Linked DNA regions of Sus scrofa: region 2 is linked to region 1. Evidence: chromatin contacts called from public HiChIP or PLAC-seq data. All regions are on one chromosome and are shown on one strand. Each heading gives the region's core, a stretch centred on a gene start, on an enhancer-like site or on the middle of the called end of the contact. The rest is flanking DNA. Distances are from core to core; before and after follow the strand shown. Region 1 has its middle 340 kb from the start of PDE10A. Region 2 has its middle 630 kb from the start of QKI.

Evidence for each region. HiChIP or PLAC-seq counts read pairs in DNA pulled down with a chosen protein or histone mark.
Region 2: a contact with region 1 is called in an H3K27ac HiChIP or PLAC-seq map of skeletal muscle, with 5 times the contacts expected there. The contact joins two enhancer-like sites. A contact is called at or near these places in 4 of 47 Hi-C or Micro-C datasets (embryonic fibroblasts, liver and skeletal muscle) and 1 of 2 datasets of contacts at active chromatin or transcription factors (skeletal muscle).

Annotation. Positions count from the first base shown.
Region 1 is chr1:3,452,088-3,459,023 of Sscrofa11.1, reverse strand. No RefSeq gene overlaps it. Among named protein-coding and RNA genes, the nearest start is that of PDE10A, 340 kb to the right of the region's middle. Within about 2 kb of position 3,878, at least 8 of the 83 cell types and tissues checked have an H3K27ac peak or open chromatin away from gene starts, as enhancers often do. A contact at or near this core is called in skeletal muscle, where this site is marked.
Region 2 is chr1:4,245,915-4,252,850 of Sscrofa11.1, reverse strand. No RefSeq gene overlaps it. Among named protein-coding and RNA genes, the nearest start is that of QKI, 630 kb to the left of the region's middle. Within about 2 kb of position 3,775, at least 15 of the 83 cell types and tissues checked have an H3K27ac peak or open chromatin away from gene starts, as enhancers often do. A contact at or near this core is called in skeletal muscle, where this site is marked.

The sequences.
Region 1 (6,936 bases), core at 2,629-5,128:
TCATAACAGTGCTAAAGAACTCTAGGAAATTGAAAGGATATGAAACATGTTTTTTGTTGTTGTTGTCAAGGCTCATAATCTGGTTAAGAGAGCAGGTTTCATTAAAAGTTATTTTTGTAAACAGCACAAGGTAACATACTCTGCCTCAGAGAAAAGGGCTAGAGTAATTTTAGTAGATGAGCTGGGATTTGTCTCTTCAAAACCAGCTCCCACTGAATCGATAACATGGGGAAGTGTGAGAATTCATAGAATGATAACAGAGATAGCCTAGCGGACAAATGTCCACAAAGAAGATGACCAGTTGAGGTCAGAGGGTTAATTCATCTATTCTTCTATTAATTCCTGGATAAAACAATGGTCACTGGATGTATTTAATATACCAGACAACCATGTTGAGAGGGCACAGGAGAGGAGTTCCCATTGTGGCACAGCAGAAATGAATCCTACTAGTAACCATGAGGTGGCAGGTTCAATCCCTGGCCTCGCTCAGTGGGTTAAGCACAGTGTTGCTGTAGCTGTGGTGTAGGCCAGCAGCTGTAGCTCTGATTTGACCCCTAGCCTGGGAACCTCCATATGCCATGGTGCAATCCTAAAAAGCAAAAAAAAAGAAAAGAAAAGAAAAGAAAGAAAGAAAGAAAGAAGAAGAAGAAGTGGGTGCAGGTGATACAAGTGTGAACCAAATAGAAATCATTCCTGCCCTCATGGAGCTTACATTGTACTGGAAGAGACAGAAGCTCAACAAGCTTACTAATTCCATAGTATGTTAAGTACCAGAAAAGAAAGCAGCAGGTTTCTGTAATATTGCTGGGAGGCAGTGCAAGGAGAGTTAGAGGAAGAGCATTCCAGGAGAGGGAACAGCAACTGTGAAGCCTCTGTGGTGTGTAGACCTCAGTGGGTTGTTGTGGTAACAGCAGACTGCGGCAACTGCAAGGGGACAAACAAGATTGAAGTAGCACAATGCGAGGTTGCAGTGCCAGCCACAGCCCAGACCTTCCCTGGGGAACGGGTCTCCTGCCCTGTGGTAAGCAGCTTGGTTTGTGTTCTAAGAGTAATTGGAATACCCTGAGATATTTTAAGCCAGAAGTTGGCACGATGAATTTACATTTAAAAGAAACCTTTCATGCTGCTATGTGGGGAATATAGAAGAGGACACATAGAAATCAAGAAACCAATGACATGACTCCTGCCAAAATCCAGAGGAGGGATGGAGATTTTGGAGGTGGTTTCCAGGGGAAAAGACCATTATTGTGGCATTAGGGATTGTAAAACTATTTACCCATTTTTGTTGTTATGGGAAATATCTATGCCTGCAGAGCAGGGGGGAGGGAGGATGCTGAGATTAAAAAGAGACAAAAGGAAAATGTTAAAGAGTAAAATCTTGAAGGAGGCTGGAGATGCCGAGTGGAAGGTTAGTCTTGGAAATGAGGACGCTTCTTGCTCCACGACAGTTGGAAATGAGGACAGATGACTGGCTGAAGGGAGAAAGCACGAGTCCGTGGCACCTCCAAGAACAGAGTGTCACACTGCTGTGTTCTGGGACGTCCACCCGTGTCTTAGCCATCACTCGACTGGTCCTGTGATAAGCTGGGAAGATTCCCTGCTGTTTCCGAGTAAGATGTCCAGAGAGGCCAAAGGGCAGTGGTCCAGGGGGTTGAAGAGGGCAATGTAATCAGAGGGTGATGGTTGAGAAAAGAAGGTACTTTTAAAGAATCAGGGCACACACTCTCCTCTAGAAGCACAGAGGAGAGCAGGGAGCCTGGTGCCTCCTCTCCTTTCCCAGGGCGTCCAGAAACGTGAAAAGGATGCTCCAGAAGTAAGCCAGGTCCAGATTAGGAAAGGAACCTGGAACTAGCAAAACACACGGACCTGGGATGAAGGCAGAGCTTCCTGCGCTGAGTCCAGCTCTTTGCACGGAGGAAGTTAGGGTAAGTAAGAGCTTTGCCTGGAGCAGTAGTCGCATGCATTAGGAATGAGGGAATTCTGAGGTTTGCAGCAAAGGAGCATTAACTTGTGAGGGCAAATGAGTAATAATGAAGAATGTAGCTACTGGAGTTTACAAAATTGACCAAGGCTAAATTCCCTTTGGAAAATTGCCATAATTGCCTCCAAAGGACTCTGACTTGGTCACTCTGGCAAGAATAAAATAAGCCCAATAAAATAAGCGCTTCACAAAATTGTGTTGCTCAGTGCAGAGCTGTTTATCTACCATACTTGGATTCTCCAGATCTCTCTCCCCCCCACTTCCCCCTCTTCCCCCCTCCCCCCTCCCCTCTTCCTCCCCCTCTTCCTCCCCCTCCCTTCCTCCCCTCCCCGTCTTTCTCCCTCCTCTCCCCTTCCCCTCCCGTCTCCCTCTCCCTCCCCTCCCTCCCCCTCTTCCTCCCCTCCCCCTCTTCCTCCCCTCCCCCTCTTCCTCCCTTCCCCTCTTCCTCCCCTCCCCCCTCTTCATCCCCCTCTTCCTCCCCTCCCCTTCCTCCCCTCCCCATCTTTCTCCCTCCCCCTCCCCCTCCCCCTCCCTCTCCCCTTCCCCCTTCTCTCTCTCCCTCCCTCTCTCCCTCCCCCCTCTCCCTTCCCCTCTATCCCCCGTCTTTCTCCCTCCCCCTCCCTCTCCCTCTCTTTCCCCTTCCCCCCATCTCTCTCTCCCTTCTCCCTCCTCTCTCCCTCTCTACCTCCCCCTCTCTCCTTCCCAGTCCCTCTCTCCCTCCCCCTCTCTCTCCCTCCCTCTTCTCTCTCCCTCCCACTCTCTCTCCCTCTCCTTCTCTCTCCAGTTTTTAAGACCTCTTTCCTACGTTTCTGTCCATAACTTCCCACTAACAAAAGGGAAGTGACACACCTCTCTGGACAGAAGCCAGATCCCCAGGTCCTCATGGCTGGACCACTGTTTTAGAAAATAGCACACCTCTGACTTGATTATATTTCATTGCCCAGAAACGACAGCGATTTGGGGGAAAGGGTGTTACGACAGCTTTAGCTGATAATCATTCTCGGTAAGGGGGAACTAAATTGGCTCAATAAAGATTTTTGAGCCAAAAAAGTCTTGCTGGGATAGTCCGGGCTCGACATTAAGGAAACGACAGCTTAGAAACACAGCTTTACCAACTGGGACATCATCTCACGTCCCCCAGTTAAGGTTTGACAGGATCTGGGTACCAATTCAGTCTAGTTTCTACCGTTTCAATCCTCTGCAGTCTCTTTGGAACTTAGTTATTCTTATAATATTGCTATTTCGTTTTTCATCCAATCTAAAACTGTGGCTTTTCTGAAAGGTTACAAGTCAGGTACAAATCAGAATGCTCCACAGGCAGTGGTGATCTTGGCAGTGTGTGGCTGCCTCTATTAAGTAGAGTCAATTTAGTGCTGGATAAAGGGAAGGACTAAATTAGAATCGTGGTTGGCAGAAACAGTCTCCCATCTGGCACTGTAATTACATACTACCTTGACCTGCTCCAATCCTCGCTGTTCCAGCCCTGAGATTCCTTGGGGGGGCTGGGGGGGGGATGCACAAGGTTTAGAAGACATGCATTATTTAGAATATCTTCGTCATCTTTCTGAGAGATAAGCAGTCTAAAAAATTATTTTCCCGTGACTTTCTTTTTTTACAGGGAAATGAAACTCCCCGTCACCTAATGAAAGTGACCACTCTATGGACTAAACAGCCCAGATCTGTGTGCCTCTTTTGACCCATGACCTCAGACTTTATTTCAGCGGGGACACTGCTTGGGTACTCTCTTTAGCCACCTCGTTCCTGAGGTTGTTTTTTTTTTTAAGGGTCAGTCCTGGTTGCTGCCGGCATGCGTGCGGCATTTTCAAAGACTCACCCTGGACTTGACCTTCTGCGCCAAAGGGAAATCTGATACAACGCTCGGCTCCCTGTGACAGGCCAATCGGGAAGCCGCGCTCTGCTTGGCTGGGCACTGCCACCTACTGGCAGAATAGATCCTGTTCTCCTGCTCCTTGTATTTATTTTTTTCTCACACTTAGGGTTTCCTCAAATCCATATGGAATTAGCTTCAAATTTCCACCTAGAGCCACACATCGGACTTGGAACTAAAGGAAATCACCCTTTGAATCGCTGCTGCTCAGAATCTGTAAGATCCAGCCTGGTAGAGGTGAAAGACAAGGCTGAGCCCATTTTCCTGTCAAACGCCAGAGTGAGTCACTACCGGGAGTTCTCCCAGTTCCTGCCCCAGGGTCGTTCTAAGCAGCCAAGATCGGGTCCAGCCTTCGGTCTTTACCTCCCTCCAGAGGGCTCCTGCACTCGGAGGCAACCAAATCAGCGGACGGCTTTTAAACAGAAAATGACACTGATTGTCACTAAATATAACAAGTGCCTTATGTACATTTCATTGGAACCACAAGCTCAAATTAGCCTGTCAGAATTTCACGATGCCTGATGCAGTGTGTCAAGTGACACAATTAGCTCAAGAGAATAAAGAAAAGGCTTGTCACAGCCCTCAGAGTGCCTCTCTGAGTTCCATCCCTTCCCGTGGTGCCTGATTTAATTCAAATTCTTTTCACGCTTGAAATGTGCGTGTGCGCGTGTGTGTGTGTGTGTGTGTGTGTGTGTGACTCCTCAAACTTCAAAATGATCACATGATAAAGAGACAGAGTAAAACCTGATTTTTTTTTTAATAACAGCCCCAGTGCTTTCTTTCTCCTTCTGCTCCCCTTCTGCAAATGAGAATTTATCAAAGGCTGAATCTAGCCCTTAGTGAGAAAAACAAAGCGTACGGAAAAGATGTAAAATTTGCGTGGAAACTGGAAAGATCAAAGCTTTAGGGATATGGACCAAGAGTGACTCCAGACCACCGAATCCAAAGGCTGAGGGAGTACCCAGTGCCGGCTCTCCCCAGGCGCTGAGAAAACAGAAAGAAGTCTGCATTTCATGTGGCATCAGAAGAAGGGTCCTTTTGGTGCCATGTCCTGCTTCCAGCAAAAGCCAGTATGACAGTAGATCCTTTAGAGAGAAGCTTCACGACACATTCCTCCAAAACGAATGCCCGGGACAGACCCACCCAACCCAACAGCTCACCCACTGCTGCATCAGGATCCGGAATTGTCGCAGATTCTAATTGCAAGGATTGCAAGGAAAGCTCTTTAAATATTGGGGCGGGGGGAGTGCCCCCAAAGACACATGTGTAGCCAAATCATGCCTCTGCTCACCAGCCTCAGGGCCATGGCAGGGAGAGCCCATGGGTTCCAGAAAGCCAGGCAGAGACTTGCCAGGGGGCAGGGGAGACCCAGCCTGGGCCTCTGTCCCCGGAGTCAGCATAAAGGATGCAAGTGACTCAAAATCTCCAAAAGTAAATTTTCTACCCGCAAACTATCAAAACGTCCTCTGCTGTTTTTAAAGGCTTTTCTCCCACATGGTATCAGTCAGGGTTCTCCAGAGAAACAACCAACATGAGATAGAGAGAAAGAGACTTAGTTTAAGGAATAGGCTTGTGAGACTGTGGGGCTTGGCAATTCCAAAATCCAAGGGGCAGGTGGGCAGGCTGGACACCCAGGCAGGAGCAGATGTTGGGATCCTGAGGTCAAATTCCTTCTTCTCTGGGAAACCTCAACTGATCAGACAAGGCCCACCCATCACACAGGCCACAGCTCCAGCTCCTCCCTCTCGAGGTAACTGAAAGGCTACATCCTAAATATAACAGTATGCCTCTTTCATATCACCTAAGACACTGTAATGTTTAGATCCTGCTTTAAAATATAACTAGGTTGAGTTCCTGTCATGGTGCAGCAGAAACGAATCCGACTAGGAATCTTGAGGTTGAGGGTTCAATCCCTGACCTCACTCAGTGGGTTAAGGACTCAGCATTACCATGAGCTGTGGTGCAGGTGGCAGACACAGCTCAGATCTGGTGTTGCTGTGGCTGTGGTGTAGGCCGGCAGCTACAGCTCCAATTAGGCCCCTAGCCTGGGAATCTCCATATGCAGTGGATGCAGCCCTAAAAAGACAAAATAATAAAATAAAACAAAACTAGGTCCATTCTGTCATTTTTTTTTCTCCATCCTTTCAACCTTTCTGCTCTGTCTGCCTTACCTAAAATCTGGTCTCAGGAGAGCTGGTGCCCTTCTGCACGTCTGAGAGGTCAGGCGGCCGTCTAGGGAAGCCCTCAGGCTCGGGTGTCTGCCTGCCCCCAGGGAAGCTGCTGGCAGGGCGCCATATGGCAGAGATCCACAGACAACGATTCATGACGTATTCTCAGGGCCTGGCTGTCCCCTCACCCCAGCAGGACAAAGTCCAGTGAAGTCCCTCCCCCATGATAGCCCACTCACACAGCACCTGCTTCCTAAAGGATTTACTGGGTATGGCACCATGCACCAAAACCTGAGAGGTGTGCTTAGTGCAGGTGTAGAATCCCATAGCTGGAGGCAATTAGAGCAGCATGTAGGATGCTGTCATCCTTACAGCTTAAAGACCTCAGTCAGCCTGGGGCCTCGCGGGACACGTGTCACAGAGGCAGGACGTCACCCTGCACCACAAGCACTGCTCAAAGCATTAATAAAATACATCCACACTGAGACTGGGAGCAGGCAGAACTCGCGGTGCACACACCGCATAAAGAAACTAGAAGAACCGCGAGGGTGGTGTGTACACACAGGGAGGAACAAACAATTCAGAATCACTGACTAGGCTCCAAGAACAAAGCAATATCAGCAGCGAACCAGGACGTGCAATCACTGCCCCTGAAGCGTCTGATCAGGAGCACCATGCCTCGCAAACATCAGTCATGCGGGCCGCAGAGCCACTGGGGCTGGAGGCTCAACAGGCCGTGGGTCTAACTCAGAGAGCAAATCACTCTAGATCAGCACAATGTCATGCCAGAAATGGTTTATTTCTTTTATGGCCACCTCACAGCACATGGAGTTCCTGGGCCAGGGATCAAATCTGAGCCAAAGTCGACAATCTTCCTGGGATCCTTAACCAGCTGGGCC
Region 2 (6,936 bases), core at 2,526-5,025, 790 kb before region 1:
TTAAACCGATTCCCTTGGCGAGTAGGGAGCTCTTGGTCCCTGGCAGGACTCCCAAGACATTGACTGATGGCGTTGTCTTGTATGCTACTGCAGAGGTCCTTGCATGGGGGTCAACCCCAACACTAGATGTCTATGCGGCAGAGACTGCCACCCAGCCACCAAAAGCTGGCCCCTTCTGTCCATGGTAGAGACTAGTCACTGAGAAACAAACGGCTGCCCAGCTGGGGACTACAATTCTCAGCCTCCCTTGAGTAGAACTGGGGTTTAGTGACTAGTTTTCTGTGCATTGGAATATGAACACCAGCGATGTTTAGCATCTCTTCCCCACAGTAATCAGGAAGCCAGTAAGTCTTCTTCAACCTTTCTTTCTCCCTCTGCTGTCTGGAGGCTACAGACTCCAAGGCCTTAGTGAAGGACTCGGTGTCGTAGGAAGGAGCCTGAGACCTCGAACCCTGCTCATAGCCCCAGAACTCACCCACTGAATTGATATAAAGGCTGGGCTTGAGCCAATGAAATTTGGAAGGATTATTTTTAACAGCAGCTGGTATATCCCTACCTAATAAATCCACTAAGTTTTCATCTAAATGTAAAGAGTTGATAGATTTTAGGTAAATATGCATTATTTCTGGAATGTATAGATAACCTAAGAATTCTAGAAATTTTTTTTTTCCAGGCAATGATTTCCCCTATGACAGGTGGTTATGAATCTGTTTCATTCCAACCTTAGTTAAGAGCCTCTGTTTTGGGCGGGTTCAGCAAACCATCTCAAGGAGACGGTGTGAATTTGTCCGTTTCTGCTTGCCTTCCGAGTTACTTTGTAAGGTGGAACATTGTTCTTGGACAGTGCTGGAGATACTTAATCCTGAATCACTTCTGATGGTGAAAGACTGAAGCCACAGGCACCAAAAGTGACCCTAAATAAAACTTAGAGGGTGGAGTTCTCTTGTGGTGCTGAAGGTTGAGGATCCTGCATTGTCACTACAGCAGCTTAGGGCTCAGGTTGCTGCTGTGGCTTAGGTTTGATCCCTGGTCCAGGAACTTCTACATACCAGAGGCATGGCCCCCCTACCCCCCGCCAAAAAAAAAATGTAAAAGGAAAAGAAAGAAAAAAAAAGGATAGAAAAGAAAACAAACAAAAAACACAAATAACAAAGACAGTATTGCTACTACTGGGCTACGCTGGACGTAACAGCCAGAAGCCGGAAACCAGCTCTTTTTGACAACTCAGACAACTCAGAATATCTGCCTCCTCAAACTCTCCAAGGCCCCCAAAGGCCTGGTCTGTGAGATTGGTTTTCTTCTGTGTGCACATCCTTCTTCCCCTTCCCCTTGAAGGGGTATTTAGTTTCCATATAACTGTGAAGGCTGGAAGCATGAGTAGGACCAAAATAGCACCGATGGTGAAAGAGCATAACCTTGGTGAGACAGTCACAACATCATACTATGCTCTGTGGCCATAAAGTATTAATGAATTGCAGTTGATCAGGTTGAAAATATGGGGCATCTTTTGCAGGGTAGGGGCCTGAGGCAACAAGAGGTTAATCCTTTGTCAGCGGCCGTGTCAATCTATAGCAAAACCAGGTTCAGAAGCCGTTGTGTTTATTTCCCTTGGCTGCACTCAGTTGGACACTGAGAATGTTATTACTAAAAGATCAAACCTTCATCTCAAGCCAAATTCCTACAGAGGGAGGGGAAGGGAGGACAGCCAGCTTGTTTTTCTGATGTGCGCTTGGGCTGATCCGGACGTATGTACAGATCTGCGTTTACAACAGGTCTGTTAGGGGTTTGCATTCAGAGCAGCTTACGCACCTACATGTGCTTACAAAAATATTGAGAAGGGCAGGAGTGTTTTCCCCCCAAGGTATTCTCAGAGGCTCCAGTTTTCTTTAGTATCCTAAATCTGCTAGAGGGGAAGGTGCCTGCTGCAGAAATTGATGCTGTCTGTCAAGGACACAAAGAATTGTGTCTTTCTCTTGGGGGGTTTCTGTCACATTGGCAGGCAGAAGTATAGCTCATTTGGGGCCATAGTAGGTCAATACTGTCAATATGGTTTTGAGTTTACATTCTGCTTTTCTTTGACTAAAGAGATGAGTACAGCGTGTAATTAAGGCTTAGGAAGCCGTGTCAGCACTTTCCGTAGAGAAAGTGGGAGCCAGGCCAGTCGCCAGAGGGGCTGAACCATGTGACCTCTGAGGTCCTTTCTCCTGCTGACACTTGGTGATGCAGGGCCTCCAAACTGGACTTCTTCTGCTCTGACCCAATGTGCTGAAGTTTGGCTTGAGTGTCATTTAAGAGACTCCCGGAGTTGAGTGCTGCCTGCCTCGTGGGGGAGCCTGGAGCTCCTGGTGACCTAGTTGTGGCTGAGTTACGAGCTCGAGGTCCCTCACTGCCGTGTGCCTGCTGGTCTGTCTGTCACTTAGAAGTGAGCCTCCGCCCTCTCTGGGAGCAACGGCCCTCCTGGAATCCACAGGCCATGCCCCTGGTGTTTGGCTCGCATGGACCCCCCAGGCGGGCTGCCCTTGCGGAGGTGATGGGTCCTGGATCCTCCCCCGCGTACCGCTCTCTCTCCCACACATAAAGACGGAACAGAGTTGGCTTTGCTGTGTGTGAATGTGTGAAGGTGTGAGGACAGCTGTGTGGCAGTGAATTTCTCCTCTGTCTGGTGACCTTAAGAACCGGCGGACACCCGTAACCCTGGCTCCCCCTAGTGGCGGGTGGGACCCACCCAGGACCTGGCTTCCTAGCTTCAGGCGTGTGTGAGATCAATAACCCACCGCTTTTCCCCCGACCCCTGCACCATCCAGGGGGCCCGGCAATGCCTCCTACACCTTGGCCCCCTTTATCCCAACAGCACGAAGCTCCAGAGGCTTCCTGGGAGCCCTGGTACTTTGGAGGAAATGCCTTCTACTTCTCTGCTTAGAAGGCCTTTCCTGCCAGGAACTCACCGTGGATTCCCGCGTTCCACACGGTAACCGTGTTTCCTGGCTTCGATGAGACTTCTGGACGCAGACGGTGGAGAGCAGACGCCTCCCGCACCAGGACCTGAACCAGCACCCACACCTCCCCGGCTCTGGTCTTTGACGCCGTGGTGTGAATCTGACATCAACGTTTGGGAGCACATTTTAACCCACATAGTGCTCCGGTTTCGGGCAGAAGCAGCACCACCCATGAAACAAATGGAGATGACACAGCAACAATGACAATCCCCAATTGAACAAGGAATGTCCTGGCTCCTGAGCTGCCTTAACTTGCTAAGAGGTAGAAAAGGACTTGCTTTCTCTTGAAATCAGTTTGTCTTGTCAAGGAAGCGGGGCCGTGCCCTCATGCATAAAGAGGCGACCCGGGGACCTCCGCCAGGTTAAATGCACCCAGACCCAGGGAGGAGCACACGGTGGATAACAGGGGCCCTCCCGCAGCCTGTCCGGGCTCAGCTTCTGGCTCCCCTGTTTACTGCCACACGGTCTTCAGCAAATTACTGGGCCACTGTCTCTCGGCTCAATGTTCCTACCTGAGAGCGCTGTGAGGCTTAACTGAAACCCCACTTGGATGCTGCTTAGAACAGGCCGTGCCTGACACTTATTAAATGTTGGCTGTTATTATTAGGATTAGGAGAGCAACCAAAACCTACACGTCCCTGAGCTTTTGTTTTGGTGAGTTTATGCTTCAAAGTCAAACTAATTTAACTTTAGAAATACAGAAAAAGACACTGCTCTTTGCTGAGGCCTGACTCACCAAACACCAGTGTGTGGTGTATGTTTACAGCTGATGCAACTGTTGGAAATAAGAGGCTTTGGAGAATCAAATGCCTTCAGAGTAGAGTCATGGGATGTGCTTTATTTGTAGGTGGCTGGTTAAATTCTGACCGGAGTTATCTTGAGATGGCTCTTAAGTGGTCTGTGTGAGATGCGTTTCAGGCTGAAGCCAGTTCCTAGACACCCAGTTCCAACACCCGAGACTGTTGGCACTGGTGTTGGAAACTTTTGTGAGGAGACCAGTCCTCAGATAAATCCAAGGGCCCTAAAGATAAATCCAGGGAAGGGCCACAGGACAGTGGCCTCAGACATAAAATCAGGGAAACCGGCTATGAATTGCTTTTGGAAGCTCGCCCGTCTCCAGCATTTCATAAACATTAACAACATCGGCAAAGGAATCAGTTTTCAATAGAAACTTCGACAATGAATGCAGTGCTGTCTTGACATGACATTGAACCTTCATCCGTCGGAAAGCAGCCTCTTGGGCATCCACGTGGTGGGTTGTGAAGGTTCAGCTCAGGCGCCCGTCGGCTCTCCTGAGTTACCCGACCCAGGGCCAGTGAGGGCTGAGTCTTTTTCCTTCGCTGTCCTGACCTTCTCTTATTTGTCCCCCCCGCTTTATCTCTGAACACCGAGATGACATATTCCATGGCACACATTCACCGACTTGCATTTTTCGGGGGTTGATCGTAAGGAGAAGTCAGACTTGGAGGAAACGGTTATTAAATTTACCTGCGGGAGGGATGCCTCTTGTCTATTTGATATGAGGTGAATGGAGCTGTTCCCTAAGTGGACTCATGCTCGCCCCACCCTTCTTTAAAAGAAAGAAAGTCACGGGGAGGAGTGAGGAAATTTCCAGCAGCTTTTCACTTTTCCCAGCTCCCACCCGGACACTGGCATGAACTCAAGTGTATTTAAAATAAAGCTGGTTTGCGGAGAGGGCTGTTGGCTTCCAGAGTTGGGTGAGCAATCCCCAACAGATGACTGGGTCCTATGACCTAATAAAAGAAGTATCTCAAGGAAGACTTCAAAGTTGACCTCTTTCCCCACAAGAGACGAATCAAGATGAACTTGGCCTTTGTGCCCTCCCCTCTTCCCAGCTCCCGCGTCCTCTTCCATCCTGTCTTCCTGCAGGCTGCATGGGGACACTCTCTCTTCTGTTTCTCCTTTGGGGAAGTAGTGGTCATTGTGGTTGACACCAGACTCATGGATGGCTGGGGGTGGGTGCCCGATAATTGCAGCACTTCTTAGGCACTTTTGTCTCCCAAATATGGCACCGTGGCAGCTGAAATACCTTATGAAAATAGCATTAAAATGTGTAATGTACCATAAATAAACAGAGAGACAGCCAGGAAGCTGTGCTAATCACTGCTTTGATGTAGCATGAATTACTGTATTTTTAAGGGCCTCATGTTTCTGACTGCTTGTTTTGACTCAGCTGCCACTGCTCCAGAGAAGGCTTGGACCCAGTGTTCCACCTCTTCTCCCTCCGTGGTGACAGCTGTTGTCCTTTGACTCACAGGAAAATGATTTCCCCACCCTTCCCCTGCCTCGCGGCCCTTTCCTGGCAGGACTCCCTGTGAAGCTCCAACTCCCCTCCCCTTGTCGAGGCCGGCAGAGGGCGAGGACGGCCTCTGGGCAGGGCTCCAGGCTCTCCCAAGGCCCTGTGTCATCTGCCAGCCTGTCCAGCGCTCCACGGCAACATCCTATTTTTATCTTGGGCACCCTGGCGCTCTCCCAGTTGGTTGGGCACGTCGGGCAATGGAGGTCGGGCCGGACCTGTGTCACCAGCTGCCGTAGGGCGGAATCCCCTTGCTGAGTGGAGCTCCCAGGAGGAAAGCATCCTATGCTGCAATCTTGGGGATCCATCAGGACATTCCTGCTTTGCCTGCGGGGCATCCGCCACTTACTGGAGAGGCTGAATCCTGACTTGCTACCGAGAGTGGGAGTACTTAAGTTTGTAAGCCTTCAGTGCCTTTCCGGGTCTTAGGATTGATCATGTGGATGTCACAGGGCACAGGTAAAGGCCAGAGGCTGTCTCCACGTTGTAACTGCCCAGGTAACCCCTTTCAGACCGGACTTCTGGGCAGCCCTCCCGCTAGTTCCGTTAATGATCCGGGCTCAGTCCCCCCCAGCTCTGCTCCTGGGTCCGGGAGCGCCCTCTTGTGGTTGGAAGAGCTCTAAGCCGACTTTTTTTCTTTTCCTATTTTTTTCCTAACATTGACGTTTTCTCAAATTTTGTGTTTTCGTCTAACCCCTAGAGTGAAAAGTATTAGCCGTTAGTTTGAAGATGAGCATGGGAGAGGGAGAGAAGGTGGAAATGTTTTATCACCATCTTTATCATCCTTGTACCGAAGCCCCTATCAGTCCACGTTCACTCTCTCAAACCAGAACATTTGAAATATCTCTTTAATGGTCTTTTTGCCTTCGGGATTCTATCCTCTCATCCTTATTATTTTTTTCTTTTTATCTGTCTCAAAATTAAACGAAATGTTCTTTAAAGCTTTTTGCTTTGTTTCCTTGTTGCCTTCTGGAGACCGTTCCAAGGCTGACTCTTTTGTGAAGTTCCCATTCCTGCCTCTCTTAGGTGCCTTCTTACTCCGCTTTGCTAAACCCTTTGGTGTAAGGCCCTCCACACCACTCCCGCCAACGACCATGGAGGCCCTGAGTTTTCCCTCCTCTGTGCCTCCTGTTTGGCTTCCGTGGGCGGCATCAGGGTCCCCTCGCAGGTCCAGGTCGTCCTCTCCCCGCCCACCTCTGCCCATCTTCACCAGAAGCTCTTGCTGCCTCTGCCCTGGCAGGTGCTTCCTCTTCTCACATCCACTGCGCTTGCAGTTCATGCTAATCTGCGCCTTGTGTCTTTCTGCAAACAATGATCATCTCCCAAAGGTGATTACGATCTCGTGGGTAGAGACTGACTATGTACCTTCTTCTTTCTTGGTGGATGCATCGGCGACAAGGAGTGTCTCTGAACCAGTGAACCTCACACCAGCATGGCCCCAGTTTACTGAATCCTCATAATCAGCTTCCAAGGTCAGGGTTAGTGCAATTGTTCCTATCATAGCCCAGGAGCCAGGGAGGTGCAGAGAACTCATGACCTTTGACTTCGTCCCAGGTGAGGAGGGGGTGGGGCTGGGCTGTGATCCCAGACACAAGAGTTCATTGTCTAAGCACAACCAGTCAG